Regions from separate parts of the Mus musculus genome. Here region 2 is linked to region 1. A link is a contact called in public HiChIP or PLAC-seq data. All regions are on one chromosome and are shown on one strand. Each heading gives the region's core, a stretch centred on a gene start, on an enhancer-like site or on the middle of the called end of the contact. The rest is flanking DNA. Distances are from core to core; before and after follow the strand shown. Region 1 holds the start of Lst1 (leukocyte specific transcript 1). Region 2 holds the start of H2-Q4 (histocompatibility 2, Q region locus 4).

Evidence for each region. HiChIP or PLAC-seq counts read pairs in DNA pulled down with a chosen protein or histone mark.
Region 2: an H3K27ac HiChIP or PLAC-seq map of microglia shows a contact between it and region 1, with 4 times the contacts expected there. The contact joins the promoter of H2-Q4 here to the promoter of Lst1 in region 1. A contact is called at or near these places in 4 of 115 datasets of contacts at active chromatin or transcription factors (effector CD8 T cells, memory CD8 T cells, microglia and 1 more).

Annotation. Positions count from the first base shown.
Region 1 is chr17:35,187,068-35,189,895 of GRCm38.p6, reverse strand. It overlaps Lst1 (leukocyte specific transcript 1), which reads left to right and starts at 1,456. Exons shown (of 4, transcript NM_010734.2): 1 at 1,456-1,539. The coding sequence starts at 1,506.
Region 2 is chr17:35,378,223-35,381,050 of GRCm38.p6, reverse strand. H2-Q4 (histocompatibility 2, Q region locus 4) reads right to left here and starts at 1,434. Exons shown (of 6, transcript NM_001143689.1): 1 at 1,344-1,434; 2 at 878-1,231; 3 at 415-690. The coding sequence starts at 1,407.

The DNA of each region.
Region 1 (2,828 bases), core at 207-2,706:
AATGCCTGCGGTGGGGAGCTTCTTTCCACTCTGAACAGTTGAATGTGTCCCCACTGTAAACCAAGAGTCTGGGTCAGCGGGGAGTGGGTGGAGATCCGGGATGAGACGGGAAACCTGCTGGGATAAATGGAGGCCAGACTATGGATTTGGAGTTCCCTGAACCCGAAGGAATCTGCATTCACACCCTACCCTCTGAGCTCTTGTGCCTTCATTTTCCAAAGAAAAGAAGCTGCAGCTGAAAGTGGTGGCCCGCCGTATACTCTGCAGGCTGAGGCAGGAAGATGGTGAGCCTCAGGTCAGCCTGGGCTACATAGCAAAATTCTGCTAATAATAATAACTACTAATAATAATCTGTTCTGTCCCTGATTCATCACAGCTCCTCAGGGGTCCCTCAAACCTACAGCATGCCCCTTATAACTGGGAGGTTCTGAGTTTCACGCTGTTGTCCCTCAAGTGAGGGGCCTCTATCTACCCTCAAACAGGAACCAGCAGTTAAAGGGCAGGAAGTACCCAAGGGGAAGTTAAAGCATTCTTGGTAGCCACTACTCCACACCAGCCAAATAAGGTCCTCCCTCCTGGGAAAGGGCACCCTTCTCTCTGGTTTCCCAGTGGTTCCCACAACTACTCCAGACCCTGGCTCCCTTGCCTTCACCAGCCCTCTCACCAGCATTCAGGATTGAGCAGTGTTTCCAGCTTCCTCCAAGTGCCCCCCCCCCCCGCTGCCTTTCCCACCCCCATCAGCCTGGGGCAGAGTAAATGGGAGGGGGCAATACAGCTAAACACTTTCTCTGCTACTTCTGAGTCTCCCTTGGCTTTTGCTTCTTTATTTTTTTGGGTTTTTTTTTGTTTGTTTGTTTGTTTGTTTTTTTGAGACAGGGTTTCTCTGTATAGCCCTGGCTGTCCTGGAACTCACTATGTAGACCAGGCTGGCCTTGAACTCAGAAATCCGCCTGCCTCTGCCTCCCAAGTGCTGGGATTAAAGGCGTGCGCCACCACGCCCCGGCTTTTGTTCGCTTCTTGAGACAGGGTCTCACTGTGTAGCTCTGGCTGTGCTTGAACTCACAGAGATCCATCTCTACCAATAGGGCTGCGTTGGGCTTTCCTTGTTAAAATCTCGGGCTCCTGGCCTGGAAAATGGGTACCACAATATGTTAAGACAAACATAAGCCAGGCAGTGGTAGCACACGCCTTTAATCCCAGCACTTGGGAGGCAGAGGCAGGTGGATTTCTGAGTTTGAGACCAGCCTGGTCTACAGAGTGAGTTCCAGGACAGCCAGGGCTACACAGAGAAACTCTGTCTCCAAAAAAAGCCAAAAAAACAAAAAAGAGAAAAAGACAAACATAAAATCCCCAGCCCAGTGAGGATGAGGACTGTAAAGGGGCCCCTTGCCTCAGAGATGGGGAACTTGGGGGCACGTGACTAACCCAAGCTATTAAGCCCAGCAGAAGAGGGATTAGTTTAGTCTTGACCTTCAGGCCTGTTCTCAGTCCCTGGACTATGTCTGATGACAATGGGATCTGGTAACAATTGCACAACCAGTAAGTAGGGACCCCTCCGTTCGGAAAGGGGAGGGATGTGAGGGCTGGAGAGTGAGGGAAGAAAAGCAGGGTTCAGGATTAGGAGAAGTGGTCAGAATGAGGCAGTACAGGTGGAAGAGGGGCCTCCTGAGACCCGGAAACAGTAGGGAGTGAGCATAGTCAGGAGAGGTAACCCGGTAGGTGAATCTCTAGAGGAAGTGAGAAGTTGAAGTCTGGGTAACAAATATGTCTGGGTAATGAATGTGTAGGCACGAAGCCCTGGGTTATAGTGTCTCCTGTAATCCCAGCACCAGAGAGGTGGGGTGGTCCGAAGGACTAGAAATCAAGGACATGACTTGTCTCTGCATGAGGCTTCAGGAAATTTGGAAGCAGCCTAAACTATAGAAGATACTGCAGAAAGAAAGAAAAAAAAAAAAAGCCAGGCAGTGGTGGTGCACACCTTTAATCCCAGAGTGGGGGGAGGTGGGAGTGAGGGGGCAAGAGGGCCGGAGGGGTTGGGATGGCGGACAGAGGCAGGAGGATCTCTGTGTGTGAGATCAAGACCAGCCTGGTCTAGAGTTCCAGGACAGCCAGAGCTCCACAGAGAAACCCTGTCTTTAAAAACAAAACAAAACAAGCAAACAAAAACTAATACAAAAATACAACACCGCCCCCCCCTCAAAATCTCCTAGAGTATATTTTCCTGTATTTTAAACTGTGAGAGGATAGCAGGGTCCTGGCTTTGACCCCAGAGCCACATAAAACAGCCATGGTAGTACACTCTTGCCAAGCTAGCACTTAAGACACGACACAGGGGTGTGAGGATCAGAAAGTCAAGCATACTCGGCTACTAGGAGAATCTAAGGCCTCCCAGGATACATGAGACTCTCAACATAAAGTGACAGAAAGGTGGGAGAGACATGGGTTGGGAGGGGGGAGAGGGAGAAAGGGCTTTGGAAATGACCAAGAGACTTTTTTTTTGTTGTTTTGTTTTGTTTTGTTTTTCGAGACAGGGTTTCTCTGTATAGCCCTGGCTGTCCTGGAACTCACTTTGTAGACCAGGCTGGCCTCGAACTCAGAAATCCGCCTGCCTCTGCCTCCCAAGTGCTGGGATTAAAGGTGTGCGCCACCACGCCCGGCTGAGACTTTTTATATATGTATGAAATTGTCAAAAAATAGAAAACAGGATTGATCGGGGAGAGGAAGATAGGATAAAATAAAAAATTGGGGAAGGGGGACCCAGGAAAAATATAGGAAGCTAGGAAACTTACATTTAACCAGGAGGTTGGGAAATTGGTGGGGAAAAAAAA
Region 2 (2,828 bases), core at 185-2,684, 190 kb before region 1:
AATCAGCCTAGTGTAGGGTAGTCCATGTCTCCCATCAGTTAAAGGCGACTTCTGGTCCTGAGGTGTAAGGGCTGACACACTCAGCAGGACAGGAGTCAGTGTCTACAGACAGTGGGCTGAGAACCCGGCCTGGGAGAGGCCATGGCTGACAGAGGCTACAGGGGAACTGAAGGGAGCAGCTGTTGTTACCTCAGGGAAATTCTCTCCTTCCCTCCTGAGACAGCCTGGGCACTGTCCAGGGAGAAGGCTGAGCCCTGGGAGAGTCAGTGCAGTCACTGTGATGAGGGATCAGGAGACCCAGGGTCACTCTCTCCCCTCTGAGACAGGGGCATCACCCCAGCTGAGGGTTTCTTCTTCCCCAGGACTGAGCCCCAGCCCGAGGGCAGAGGGAGGAGCTGCCCGCGGCCCCTGCACCTGTGCGCAGCAGCGTCTCCTTCCCGAGCTCCAGGTATCTGCGGAGGGACTGCACGCACGCGCCCTCCAGGTAGGCCTTGCTTTTCTCTGTAGCACCAGCCTGCTCCCACTTGCGTCGGGTGATCTGTGCCGCCATGTCCGCCGCCGTCCACGTTTTCAGGTCTTCGTTCAGGGCGATGTAATCGCGGCCGTCGTAGGCGAACTGCTGGTACCCGCGGAGGAGGCGCCCGTCGGACCCCACTTCACAGCCAGAGATCACCTGAATAGTGTGAGAGCCTGCGGGACCCCGCGGTCAGCCCCGCCCACACGCCCCGGCCCCGCCCACCCGCGGACTCCTCCAAACTGAAAGGGAAACCAGTCCCGCGTCCGTTCTGCTCAGAACCTCGAACTTGGGGCCCGGGACGTCTCGGGCCCCTGTTTTGGGACGTGGAGGGGTCGTGACCTCCGATCCGGGGTCACTCACCGCCCGCGCTCTGGTTGTAGTAGCTGAGCAGGGTCCTCAGGTTCACTCGGAAAATCTGCTCATTGCCCTTGGCTTTCTGTGTTTCCCGCTCCCAATACTCCGGCCCCTCCTGCTCCATCCACGGTGCCCGCGGCTCATATCTCGGATTCTCCGCGTCGCTGTCGAAGCGCACGAACTCCGTGTTGTCCACGTAACCGACAGAGATGAACCGGGGCTCCCCAAGGCCCGGCCGGGACACGGAGGTGTAGAAATAACTCAGCAAGTGTGGGCCTGGAGGCAGGGCGCGGTGAGACCCCGAACTCCTTCCGGGACCCCCGGCGGGTGAGCGGGCCGGGAGGGGAGCAGGGCGCGGGGCTAGGGTGGAGAAGGGGCGGAGGGTCAGGTGGGCGACGCCGGGACGCGGCTTCCCCCGTGCCGCCCCCTCCCCTTTCCTCAGAGGCCATTTCCCTCCGGACCCGGTACTCACCCGCGCGGATCTCGATCAGGGTCTGGGCGACTGCCACCAGCAGAAGCAGCATTGTTGACGCCATTGCTCCCCTCTGGGATTCTGGGCATCTGACTCTGGCGGGCTGTGTGGACTTTATAACCTGCTCCCGCGGCGACGATGATTGGTTCCCGGTGATCACGTCACCCAATGGGGGTGAGAACTGCCAGTAAGTCATCAGTGTCCGGGCAGAAGGACCTGACCCAAGTTAGGAGCAGAAGTGAAACTGGGGAGATGGGAAATCCCCACCCCTGATCTCACTGCCTGGAGACTAAGACTTTGCCTGAACCCTGTGCTGTGGACAGAGAGCTGTTTGTCTTGGTGTCTCCGAGTTCTGACCCAGAAGCTGTCAGGACACCAGGAGAGAAGAGACCTGCAGGCCAGACTCTCTGTATCTTCCCTCCACCCTTCCTCTTCCTTCTTCTCTTCAGAAGTCAGACCCTGGAGCCTTCCAGAAGAAAAGCCACTTCCAGGAATACAATGGCAACACAAGCGCTTGGGGATGCAGTGGAGAGAGGCTTCTCCTTAAAGCAGAGGCGCTGGCCTGCAAGCCCCATTAGAACACCACAGAGACCAGGCTCTGTTCACCTGCAGTGGGCGGCTCACACTGCCAAGCCTGAGTGCAGGACTCTCTTCTATAAAGAGGATACTTCGTCTTTTCCCTCAGGATCTGTCTTCTCAGCCCTGTGCTGGGACACAGATTCCTTGTGTCACTTCCTAGATGAAGTCTGTGGCTGCAGGTTTTTTGTTTGTTTCTTTTTTGTTTTTTTAAAAACAAAGATCTTCCTTCTGAGTTTGTCTCTGTGGACCTGGGACATTGTCTCAGCACAGGAGACCCCCTTGTCCACTGAAGAGAGACCCCTGTGCAGACCACAGACAGCAGGGCACTGATCCCTGTCTCCACTTCACTTCTCTGTGACTGTACTTCCATGGTGCAGTTGCTTTAGTGACTCAATAACAGTAGGAGAGGAACTGTCACCAACTATAACACAGAATAATGATGATAGTACGGTAGAAGCTATGTAATTTCTGACCCTCTCCCTCCCTCCCTGACCTTCACTCACACTTTTGAACTGATGAGGTGAGGGACATGAATGTCACAGCTGTGTGGGACACTGGTTCTGATAACCGAGTTGGCCCCAGAGTTTCTCAGGCCTGTGCAGTGTGGACACTGGAAGAAAGATGATTCTCATGCCAGAGAGCACACACTGGTGATGTGAGGTTTCATCCCTGATCAGTAGTGTGGGGGAAGATTAATTTTACCCATTTCATGATTCTGTGGATCTTTTCAAACCATAGCCACAGAAGTGAAGTGGAAAGAAGAGCAGAGTTGGGTGGGGACTCCTGAAGAGAGTCACTCATCACACAGAGCAACAAATGTGTGTGACCACCGGTGTGAACTCCAGTCACCTCCCCATGCAGATCTCCACAGCAGCCCCCCAGATTCACCGGGATTCAGCAGACCCT